Linked DNA regions of Mus musculus: regions 2 and 3 are each linked to region 1. A link is a contact called in public promoter capture Hi-C data. All regions are on one chromosome and are shown on one strand. The core of a region is the stretch at or near the end of the contact, and the rest is flanking DNA. Distances in the headings are between cores, read along the strand shown. Region 1 holds the start of Casr (calcium-sensing receptor). Region 2 overlaps Ildr1 (immunoglobulin-like domain containing receptor 1). Region 3 overlaps Slc15a2 (solute carrier family 15 (H+/peptide transporter), member 2).

What was found. Promoter capture Hi-C pulls out the DNA fragments that hold promoters and counts their contacts.
Region 2: a contact with region 1 is called in a promoter capture Hi-C map of stem cell-derived epiblast-like cells, with 5 times the contacts expected there. The contact joins the enhancer-like site here to the promoter of Casr in region 1. A contact is called at or near these places in 16 of 39 promoter capture datasets (the 3T3-L1 cell line, 3T3-L1-derived adipocytes, the HPC-7 cell line and 9 more), 20 of 484 Hi-C or Micro-C datasets (all in embryonic stem cells), 13 of 115 datasets of contacts at active chromatin or transcription factors (CD8 T cells, bone marrow-derived dendritic cells, cardiomyocytes and 1 more) and 4 of 9 other capture datasets (adipose tissue, embryonic stem cells, liver and 1 more).
Region 3: a contact with region 1 is called in a promoter capture Hi-C map of embryonic stem cells, with 5 times the contacts expected there. The contact joins the enhancer-like site here to the promoter of Casr in region 1. A contact is called at or near these places in 7 of 39 promoter capture datasets (the 3T3-L1 cell line, the SN4741 cell line, embryonic stem cells and 2 more), 2 of 115 datasets of contacts at active chromatin or transcription factors (forebrain and stem cell-derived neural progenitor cells) and 3 of 9 other capture datasets (adipose tissue, embryonic stem cells and liver).

What each region holds. Positions count from the first base shown.
Region 1 is chr16:36,560,036-36,564,206 of GRCm38.p6, forward strand. Casr (calcium-sensing receptor) reads right to left here and starts at 2,099. Exons shown (of 7, transcript NM_013803.3): 1 at 1,819-2,099.
Region 2 is chr16:36,720,609-36,724,465 of GRCm38.p6, forward strand. Ildr1 (immunoglobulin-like domain containing receptor 1) reads left to right here. Exons shown (of 8, transcript NM_001285788.1): 6 at 930-1,061; 7 at 1,275-2,071. Among named protein-coding and RNA genes, the nearest start is that of Ildr1, 29 kb to the left of the region's middle. Within about 2 kb of position 1,608, at least 20 of the 459 cell types and tissues checked have an H3K27ac peak or open chromatin away from gene starts, as enhancers often do. A contact at or near this core is called in embryonic stem cells and stem cell-derived epiblast-like cells, where this site is marked.
Region 3 is chr16:36,769,356-36,772,959 of GRCm38.p6, forward strand. Slc15a2 (solute carrier family 15 (H+/peptide transporter), member 2) reads right to left here. Exons shown (of 22, transcript NM_021301.3): 6 at 3,067-3,157; 7 at 2,709-2,786. Among named protein-coding and RNA genes, the nearest start is that of Slc15a2, 14 kb to the right of the region's middle. Within about 2 kb of position 1,641, at least 44 of the 459 cell types and tissues checked have an H3K27ac peak or open chromatin away from gene starts, as enhancers often do. A contact at or near this core is called in embryonic stem cells, forebrain and stem cell-derived neural progenitor cells, where this site is marked.

The DNA of each region.
Region 1 (4,171 bases), core at 849-3,348:
CTGATGTTTTTTACATTTTTGTGTCTCTGTTTATAAGTCATGCACTACCCCCTCATCAGCCTTGCACCTGCACCCAGCCCAATCCATTCTCTAGTTACAACGTCATCCTTAAGTCTGCAGGAGAGGGAACAGCTAATGCCTGAACTTTGCAGGATCCAGTTCAACAAAGGAAAAATGAGGAAAACAAGGGACACTGGCATAGATGGAGGTTACTTTAAACAGTTTACACAGCTTCTAAAGAACCTCCTATACCGGTAAAAAAAAATAAGACCAATTACTCTGTCTTAATCTACAAACATGGTTTGATTCGTTGATTATGGAAAAGAGTTGATGATGTGAGTTATCAGCATGAAGACCACATGTGTTCCCTTAGCAAAACTCCCCAGGGTCAGCTCCTGAATGACAGGGGCTGGCCCGGGGTTCCTCTGCTCTCAAAGATGTTGGTCTCCTGCTCCCTCACTGTTCCCTGGTCTCCCTGATTTCTTCCTTTGTGTTTTCTTTTTTTCTCTGCCTATCACAAAGCCTTGCCCTGTTCACAGGGCCAATTTAAAAGCTCACTTTTCCAAGTCCTCCAGAGGGAACACCCCAAGCATGCCACTTTGGGAACCTGGAGCCTGGAGTCCAAATGGGAGGGGGAATGAATTCTAGGCGGCAGAGAGTTTGGCAAGACAGCCCTCCTTCACCTCCCCCAACAGTGAACCGCACCACTTTACTGCACTGAGGAATCCTGGAGAAGAACGGGTGGGAACTTGTTAGGAGCTCTTCCCCAGCATGCCTCTTTCTCAGAATACTGAGAAAGAGAGGAAGGAGGGAGATAAAAGACTCAGAACTGAAGAGAGAAAGCACAATGAGTAAACTCATGTTAGAAAGGAAACTGGTCTCTAGATATGCATTGGTGTTATTTCCAAGTTTACCGTGTGTGTTGTTAATCAAAAACTACAATATCAAAACAATAACTCCATCAACTTACTTTTTTTTTTTTTTACCTCCAAGGAATATGGAGGCTGGTGACCAGACACCCTAATTTGGAGCCACTGAGGCAAGTACTTTGGTAGGGCAGCGCGCGCGCGCACACACACACACACACACACACACACACACACACACACACACACACGCCCGCGCCAGAAAGCTACCTCTCTCCTTGTCAGTGGGAAAAGTTCTCTTTGACTGTCACAGGGATAAATAAACCGGAGGCACAAGACACACCCCACTTTTTTTTTTTACTGTGAACTCTATTCATCTTTGTAGGCATCCGATCCGCTATCCCTGAAGCCCAGCGTTCAGGGCTCCCAGGTCTGACCTGCTACTGTTCGCTGCCCCCAAACCTCATCAAAGCCTCCTCTGCCACTCGGGTACGTTATGCCCGCACTTCTGGTGTCCCCAAGTCCTACCTGGAGTCCTTGTCGTGGCTCTTTCCACAGGAACACCTGCTGGCCCTGTTTCCCCAGGACCAGCTGGATGCTGAGCTCAGGATGCAGTACCAGTCTGCCGGGCTTGCGATGTCAAGTTAAGTTGTTTGAGTAGCGTGCTACCCTCTAAAGTTCCCTGTTCGCCTTGGGTCAAGCCACTGCCTCCCAGCAGACCCTCTGACGGCCACTGTGGCCCGGTTCGGGGCTCCGCCCCTTGCCTGCTCTCGCCTGCGTGCTTCCTGGGGTCTATGGCCCCCAAATCCCTCCAAATACACTTACAGTCCGTGCCCTAGCCCGCCTGGAATCTCCCAGGCTCCCTCGATCTCTCAGGTCAGCCTTTGAGCTGTGCGCTCCGGCGCTGCGGGCGCGACGTCCCTCCCCCTAGGCCACCTGTCGGGTTTGGTACCTGAGAGACCGAGGTCTAGCGCTGGAGTCCTCCTGTCTGCGATGAGGCTCTAGCCATCCCAGGCTTCCGATCCTGCTCCTGCTGTTGGTCTGGGAAGATACAACCCCCTCCTTCCCCGCAGCACACACGCTTCCCGCTCCTCCCTGGAGATGGAAAGAGGATCACAAGGCAACTGTGCCAGAGGATGGGGCACTTTTTTCCTAGTAAAGATCCAGAACTCACAGTATAATAAACACTCTTAGGCGTTCTGCTAGACTCCAGCGTTGCTTCAGCGGGCTGTACACAAACAGCCCCCTCCCTCCACTACCCCAGAGATCTGGTAAGCTTTGCCCCAGCATCAGGGTGTGCTTCTTGAAGGTAGGAGAGGCCAGCCTGGCTCACAGTTGTGCTCAGGCTCTGGCTCAGCGCTGGCCACTCATCATAATACTTGAATGAAATGGAAAAATCAATTTATTTGGTAGAAACCCAGCATTTGCTTTTCAGCCCTAAAGCCTATCAACTCCTTTGTGTAGGCAATTTGATAGCCAACACACACACACACACACACACACACACACACACACACACACGAACACACGAACACACGAACACAAACTAAACAAATAGAAACAGCCAAAACAATTTTTGCAGTACTTTGTAGTAATTTCCAGAATAAAATAATGTTGCGATGCAAATATATATAACAGGTTCATTTTCAACATAAAATAATAATATTTAAACAATGGCGTTATAGCTATGCCCATCAAGCACAGAGGAGAGCTACGTTCAAGCTCCTGGGATCCATACGAAACCTGCTGCATAGCGTGTCTGCAATCCCAGGACTCCTACATCAAAATGGGAGACCTTAAGGCGCTAACGTGTTTATAAAGCCACAGACATTGTTCTGGAGTAAGGTGAAAGGCCAGCACACATGAATGTGTACACACACACACACACACACACACACACACACACACACCAAAATAAAAGCAACAAGTGAACAACACCGAACCTGCCAATAGGAAATAGGTTAAAGAACTTAAGGTAGTGTGGCTTAATGGAATCCTACCCAACCGTTACAATGCAAGCATGGAGACTTCGGTGCCTCCCAGTCTTCTTAGAACAGATAGTGTTTATTCCTATGAACCACAATGAGTATTTCAGCCAGACATCCATAGTAGTCCAATAATGGTACTTTTATCATGGGGATAAACATCAATTGTCTAATCAACTAAGACTCCCTCCATAGGGATGAGTTCATGCCTGGTACCATAAACCTAACTACTTGTGCTTAGAGAAGTCTTAGGTTTGAGAGGGGAACTCATATCATGGCAGACATGTTTCTACAGATAAGTGTAGTTCTTTTTTAAAAAATAAAGGGGGGAGGGAGTTTTTTCCCAACAGATAGAGACTGTTCATTACACAATACAGAAAATAAGGGACTATGGAGAACCCTAACTGATACACCTGCCATAAAACAACTGCACCTAAGGCTCATGGGAAATTATGAAAGATCGGGGAGGGGAGGAAGATTGTAAGAGGCAGGGACCCATGATGTTTGGTATGAGATAGTGTTTCCTAACCACAACAGGGAGAAATCAACCATGGAATCTCAACAATATGGTTGCTTGGACCAGACAGCATAATTCAACCCAGCGGCTGAGAGAGAGACCCCAAGATGATCAGGTTGTATTAATTCTCTCCAATAATGTTTGAATTGGGGTTTGGTTAAGTGACACTCCCAGGAGCAATTGCTATGCCCATTTTACATGGGAGACTGGAGCCCGTGGAGGTGACGGTATGGAGGATGGAAGAGCTATGAAGCTGTAGAGTTGAGGCTTACCCTCAGTCAGCTTGAATACGTGAAGGGCGTGGCCACCTGAACAGCGTGCATGAATATGCATCCTCCACAGGGCTTGGTTTTGAGTAGCGTGGGACCCTGACTCTAAGAACAGTGTCTTACCAGTCAAAGAAGTTGCATCTTTTCTAATTCTGTTCCTGTGGATTAGGTCAAGGAGGAAGGATGATTTTTGTGCTATTTATCTTTACACCTCCCTAAGGTTTGCTAATCTTTTGATTTAACAACAGAGCTTGACTCTCCCTCAGAGCCTTTGCTAGGCAACAGCTCCTAAGTAGAATTTAATATCGTCACTTTTTCTTCACTTTTCAATCCTATTTCTTTTGTGGTAATTTTGAGCTAAGTTTACATAAGTAGGAGAGTCATTGAAATGACCTATGGAAAGGATTACTGATACTTGAAATTTGGAAAACACTGCCCTACATTCCACTGAGCCCAGTATTCAGAAGCTATGGCTGAAGCAGCCATAGTGAATGGTATTGTCTAACAAGGGCTGCTGTGTACAGGAGTGTGCGC
Region 2 (3,857 bases), core at 358-2,857, 160 kb after region 1:
GGTGGAAGCCTGTCACAGTGTGTTTAGCAGTGTGCATCTGCTCCACTCGTGGCTAGGCAGAGTCTTTGGGAGTCAAATGGTACTTAGCCACAATCACCTGAGTTTCAAAATGGAAACTCAGGACCAAGAGCAAAATTTTAATTGCATTCTCTGCAGATTGTGTGCTTCAGCACAGCTGCACCTAGGGGACTGAAATGACATTGCAGAGACCCTTTGTGCTGCTTTTTTGGCCCGTCCCCCCAGGAAGGGAGTATTGCCCTGTTATTTGCCTGGCCCACCCCTAACTGGGGGGAACCCCAGCAGCTAGTTAAGGAGAAGAATAGAAAGGATCCGCTTTAACTCACTTCAGCTTTGTGTGTCTCTGGCCCTCGTCCCATGAGGTTTTTTTGTTTGTTTGGTTGGTTGGTTGGTTTGTTTTTTTGTTTTTTTGTTTTGTTTTGTTTTGTTTTGTTTTTCCCCCACCCGGGGCTGGTATTCCAGTTAGAAACATGCTTAAGGGATACACCACAGTTGTGTTCATCCCCTCAGAACAGATGGCCCTGAGTTTGCCCTGCAGGCTCAAGAGCTGCCAGGCTGGTTCATAGCCTCCTCTAAGCCTTACTATGTGGGGTATTTCTGTGTGACCTGAAGTTTGATTGACAGCCTATGCCCTTTGGGTGATGTGGAGAGCTAGTAACATGAGGACATGTTTTGAGGCTAGAATGTTGTTGTTGTTTTAAAGTTTTAAAGTAAACTTTCCTGGGGTGTGAGAGATGGGGTCTATAACAAGGAAACACAGCTCCTTGCTAAAGATACAGCCCCTAAACTCTTGTTTCCCTGCAAGATAGGTAAGAACGGGCTCCAAGGCGAGAAGCTGGAAGCACAGACCAAGTAGGAGGTGTGGGACTCCGGCTGGCTAAGGGTCTGCGTTTCTCCTTCTTCCCTTGCAGCCCTGGCCCGCCACCGCTACATGAAGCAGGTTCAGGCCCTAGGTCCTCAGATGATGGAAAAACCCCTGTACTGGGGGGCGGACAGGAGCTCCCAAGTTTCATCTTATGCAATGAACCCGCTGCTGCAGCGAGGTAAACTTTGCCAGAAAGTCATGGGACGGGGAGGGCAGAGGGTGAGGGCAGAGGTGCCGTCTGCCAAGAAGCATGCGCACTAACCGGGTGTCTTTCGATGGAGGGTGGGAGGGAGTGCAATCCTGCTTACTAACGTGACATTTTGATGCCCTGGTTCCTAGGAGGGTATTTGGGACCAGCAGTTCAGTGTGCTCCATCCTTGTTTCCATTCAGATCTGTCCTTACAGTCCAGCCTTCCACAGATGCCAATGACCCAGATGGCTGCTCACCCTCCGGTGGCTAATGGTGTCCTGGAATATTTGGAGAAAGAATTGCGGAACCTCAACCCAGCCCAACCTCTGCCTGCGGATCTCAGAGCCAAATCTGGCCACCCTTGCAGCATGCTCTCCTCCCTGGGCTCCGCAGAGGTTGTGGAACGCAGAGTCATCCACCTGCCCCCACTAATCAGAGACCCACCGTCCTCCAGGACCAGCAACCCCTCACACCAGCAGCGGCTCAATGCTGTTTCTTCCAGACACTGCGATCTGAGTGAGCGCCCGAGGCAGCGCCATCACTCCGATTTCCTCCGAGAGCTCCAGGACCAGGGGATGAGACCCTGGGCCCCGGGGAGAGGGGAGCTGGACCCCCATTGGAGTGGGAGACACCACCGCTCTAGGCCCAGCGAGTCATCCATGCCTTGGTCAGACTGGGACAGCCTGAGCGAATGTCCCTCATCCAGTGAGGCTCCTTGGCCCCCCAGACGACCAGAGCCCAGGGAAGGCGCCCAGAGACGTGAGAGACGCAGGCATCGCAGCTACTCGCCTCCTCTACCCTCGGGCCCCAGCTCTTGGAGCTCTGAAGAGGAGAAAGAGTCGCTGCCCAGGAACTGGGGTGCCCAGCGACGTCACCATCACCGCCGCCGCCGCTCACAGTCTCCAAACTGGCCTGAGGAGAAGCCGCCCAGCTACCGCTCACTGGATGTGACTCCAGGCAAGAACAACAGGAAAAAAGGGAATGTGGAGAGGCGCTTGGTGAGCCTGGGGCATCCTGTGGAGGGTCGGGCAGGATCAGAGAGGCTCCTCAGCTGACACAGGCCCAGCAGGGTTTTCCTAGTCCTGCATAACTGTCCCGGCAGGCTGAGGTACTACTTTTTCTTAGAATGAAAGGGCCTAGTCAGTGCAGGGTACAGAAGAGGCCCAGAGCTTGCACTGGATCTTCTCTGCCCCAGCGTGTGTGACTTTAGCCATGTTCTCTGCCCTTGGAGGCAGGTCAGGAGGGCTCTGCTGGTAAGGACAGTAAAGAACTAAGGCTCAGAATGACTAAGCACCCCACCCCCAACCCCGTGGTGGGGAGCTGGTCCTCCGGTCTCAGCTGCAGGACTGGATGTTGACTTGGCAACCTTTTTTCTCACAGGCCCAGTTAGAAACAGGCAAGAGGAGTTGTGAATGTTTAAGTGAGCAGCAACTGTGCTGTGTGAGAGGATGAGGGCTTCCTGGTGTGCCGGGGAAGGCTCATCAGACTAATGAAAACAGACCTGGGCATCCCACTTAATGAGTAAAACTTTAGAGTGCTGTGAACCTTGAAGATGCCAGTCATTATTTAGCACTCTAAAGGGGAAACACTGGAGGATACATGTCTACAGTACCCCTGCCCCTCTCTCCCCCCCTTTCTCATGTAGTGACTAAGTATGCCTCTTCTTTTTAGCAGAAAAAAATATATGATTTTCAAGTTTTTGGCTCAACATCTGAGCCCCACTTTCCTCTAAGTTACTTTTTTTCCCTTTTCTTTATTTCCCTCCAGTTAAAGTATGCAGCCCTTCTAAGCCTTAGAATCTAAGGGAAGGGTACAAGACACGCTCTAGACACTGAGCCAGTCCTGATTCATTTGGTCCTCACAAGGCTCAGAAAGGTTGAAGAACAAGGGCAAAGCACAGAGCAATAGAAAAAGAAGCCCGTGTTTGAACACAGTCCTCTGGTTCTCAAGCCTTTTTGGTAACCCACAGTTTCCTTAGACAGAAGTTGAGATCCATAACACTTTCTAGTGACTACGGCTTCCTAAATTTTCCCGAGCATCAGTACTTTTTTTTTAAAATCATCAAGATGTGCACAAGAAGTCATTCTACTACCATTTTCATTTATAAAGTTGTCTTTGAAAGATTTTGTCTAAAATAATTTTAAAATCCCCCATTGACTGGGGTCTGAGTCTGGTTTCTAGATATATCACTGAATTGCATTAAACCTTCTTTTTATAGTCTGATACTGCCCATAGGCCCAGGACCAAAGCTGAGTTTGCAGATTAGTTCATTTGAAGGGTGTAGCTTGTTGCCTTTATAGCTTTACTGTTATGAAGAGGCTCGGTGATGGCGCCAAGTGCTTCCTGCACAGGTTTCTGAAAGCACTGGAGCTTGACATTTTCAACACTGTGCAGTTAGGCCACTAGATGGTGACTTTTGTCTACGTGTCACTTGTGGTTTCTCTGGTCCTCTCATTAAAAGAACAAAAAGATTCATTAAAATACTTCATCAAATACTCAGAGAAATAGGAGACAAACTAAATGTTTTTAGGCTCACATGGAGCCTTTCAAGGGTAGTGCTTAACAAATACACACAAACTAGTGCTTCTGTGCACACAACTGCCTGCTAATCCAAAATAGGGAAGATGTTCTCTCTGCTCAGAGCCCAGAGAAATACAGACCTTCTGCTGTCTGTGGGAGTACCTGCTCAGCTGACTTAGGGTGAGTGCTCACTCATTAGAAGCCTTGCATGCAGTCAAATTGAAGCAGGAACTTCAAGCTTTCTACTCCAGTGGCTTCAGGCTG
Region 3 (3,604 bases), core at 391-2,890, 210 kb after region 1:
CCTCCGCTAATCGATCTTTTTTCTTTTCTTTTTTCTTTTTCTTCCTTCTAATCTCTCCCCAGGTATTCCTACCTGACCTTAACTTTTCCTCGGGTTCAAGACCCTTGGAAAGGCCTGTATACTTACCGTTTCTCCTTGCTCCTACTCTCTCTCCCCGCTTTACTTCTGATAGACTGTCCTGAATTTCCTCTAGAATTTTCAGCCCTATCTTAACCACTATATAACATGTGAAAAGGAACAGAAGGGCTTCTAACACTAGAAAAAATTTAAGGCCAAACATAACTTGTAAAGCCATTTTCCACTTTACTTCTGATAGACTGTCTTGAATTTCCTTAGAAAGTTCAAGATCAGACTTACCTCGTTCCCCAGCTGAAAAGTTCTGAATTCATACAGTTGAATCCTTCTTAACAGTCTGCTTTACGGGAACCTTTATCACCGTCGTTCCCCAGCTGATGAGTTCTGAATTCGGCAGTTGAATCCTTCTCAACAGTCTGCTTTACGGGAACCTTATAACCTTGATTCGCAGTTCTGGTTCTGAAATGAAGTATCCCTCCTGCGCCAGTCCGGAGTTTTTTCTCGTCCCGGAATTCGGCACCAATTGTTATTAGACGCGTTCTCACGACCGGCCAGGAAGAATACAACAACCAGAATCTTCCACGGCAAAGCTTTATTGCTTATATCTTTATCGGGCCAGAGTGTAAGAAGCAAGAGAGGGAAGCAAGAGAGAGCAAGAAGCAAGAGAGGGAAGCAAGAGAGAGCAAGAAGCAAGAGAGAGAGAAAAACGAAACCCCTTCTATTTTAAAGAGAACAACCATTGCCTAGGGCGCATCACTCCCTGATTGGCTGCAGCCCATGGCCGAGCTGACGTTCACGGGAAAAACAGAGTACAAGTGGTCGTAAATACCCTTGGCTCATGCGCAGATTATTTGTTTACCAACTTAGAACACAGGATGTCAGCGCCATCTTGTGACGGCGAATGTGGGGGCGGCTTCCCACACTCCAGAGTGCTTGTCAGAAGCCCTTCTATGAGCCCCATGGCTCTCTCTATACTTCCCTGGTTGTGATATTGACTCTTCTATACGGTTCTATACGGCAAATCCTATTTGCTTTTTTCTGGATTGCTTTCTCAGTGCTATATAAATTCTTTGAGGATATGAACTTTATAACTGTCTAAATCACCAATATGGTTCCAATCCCTAGCACAAAATCTATTACACAGGAAGTATTATGACCACCACAAAATTCAGCTGCTGACTAACGAGGACAGACACCACCTATTGAGCATTATAATTCCAAAGTCTTTTTTGAGCTTCCTAATTGTTTTAATATCTAATTAAAAACCTAATTGTTTTTATATTATTACTGGGCAGTGATATAGAGAAGCTGCCATGATAATAATACGTGTAAAAAAAAAAAAAAACCAAGAAAGTGCTTGTGGAAAATATTTAGCACTGAAGGGAGAAGGAAGCAGAGAGTCCTTGATCATGGCTCTCCCGGAACACATTTGTTTGGAATTGGGAACCGCATTACTTTCAGCCTTTCTGGTAGAAAAGAATCAGACCAAACACTGAATCTCTGGGCTCCCTCTCCTCTGTTGAGCTCTTTATGTGTTTGAACTGGATATAGTCCAGAGGGGTGTCACCCAGAGGCTCAGAGTGAGACACGTTTCCAGGTCAATGACTAGAAACAATCACACCCAAGCCTCCCCTTAGGGCACTTGCCTAAACTAACAGGCCTACATGTCCCCCGTCTTTTCCAGGACAAGGTTCTCAGTGCTAAAAGAATGCCACTTGATCCAGGTTGCATTACTTCCTGACTAATCCAGCTCCTCTTTAATTCTCTTTGTTCAATGGGAAATTCTTGGGAAGCTTTGCAGAGCAGATGGGGGGGGGGGGGCTAAACCTGGAAGCTTCTTTGAAATGCCCAGGCAATCAAAAGTAGCATCTACTTACCAGAAAAATAAGTATTGGATAACACAAACTAGATCGAGACAGAGGTTGAATTATCTTAGTTCCTTCCTTGCATATTTCAGCAATAAGCAATGGGCTTCAATCCTGACTACACATAAGAACCACTTAAGAGTGCCAGGCCTTGGTGGCACACACACTTAATCCCAGCACACAGGAGGCAGAGGCAGTTAAGGGGGTGGGGGTAGGGGTGGGGGTGGGGTAGGGATGGGGGGGTGGGGAGAGTCATCTGAGATATTTAAAACCTTTAGTCACTCGAACTCCTGATTGGTAATCCTACATGTACTCCAAAACTTGTTTTTTAAAAGGCTTCTTTGAAATTTATTAACTATGTGACTATAGCACTTAAAAAGTGGTTTATGGGACTGGAGAGAAGGCGCAGAAGTTAAGAATATCTGTTGCTCTTTTAGAGGACTTGGGATAGATTCCTAGTACCCACATGGTTGCTTAGAATTGTCTGTAACTCCAGTTCCAGAGGATCTGATGCCCTCTTCCGGCATCCGTGGGCACTAAGCACACATGTGATACACAAATATATGCTGACACACAGATAATAAAAGTTAAAAATTTAATTTCTGACCACCATTCATAATTTATCTTCAAACCCAAAGGGAAACCACTGCAATGAGGCTTGCCTGATAGGGTTAGTGGAAAGGGTGCATGGAAGAGTAGAGTCCCTGCATGATGCCTTCTATGTGGCAGGGATCAACGGCTGTTCACATCCTTTTCCACTCCACTCACCAAGTGCCAGCACCATGAGCAATCCTGGAATCCCAAAAGCCAATGCATAGCAGTCTTCGCCAAAACACTTCACATCCCCTGAGGAAAACAGGAAGGGAAGAGTGATTGTGACTCACGAGTCTGCCATATTTTACTCTATAAGGTCAGGCTCTTGGTGTACGCATAGCTATCCTCTCTTCTTCCCATCATCTACCCCCATAACCCTTCTTTTAAATCAGACCAGTTGAAACTAAAACAACTTCTCACATACTTATAAGCCCATAGGAACGGAGAAGCTGGACCACCTGAAGCTGTGAATGGCTTTTTGGTTGGCCAGCATAAAGCCCTACACATGCAGTCCCATAGAAAGAATCCTAACCTCTTAGCATGGGTGTGATGAACATAGAAATCAAGCTCCCTGCATTGATGGAGAGGTAGAAGACCGAGAAGTATCTAGTCCGTGCCTCTGCCTGCAATGAGACAGATCATCAGGGAAATGTCACTCCACCTACCCCATGTTAACAGACATACAAAGCATCAAGTTCAGATTGTGCTACCACGGCATGAGCGTCTCATTAGCTCTCTAATACAGTGGCTGATTGACCCTAGACGGCCTTCTAAACTCAATTACAAACCCTTTAAGACCTGGGAAAAGTGATCAACCTGTCCTTAATACCACTCTTGTGTCTTATACATATTTATTATATGAATTTATTTGTATTAAATATCCATTTATTCAGTGTATTGTGAGTCTCTTCGGGATATAAATTTTATTCTGTAATATCTAGTACCTAGAAAAAATGCTAACATATATTAGACAATAAATGTTTATTGCCTGTATTAATTAGTTAATTAATGTTAATTGACTTCATTAATTAACTCCTTGAGTTAATGAATATATTTTGTGAAGTATATGG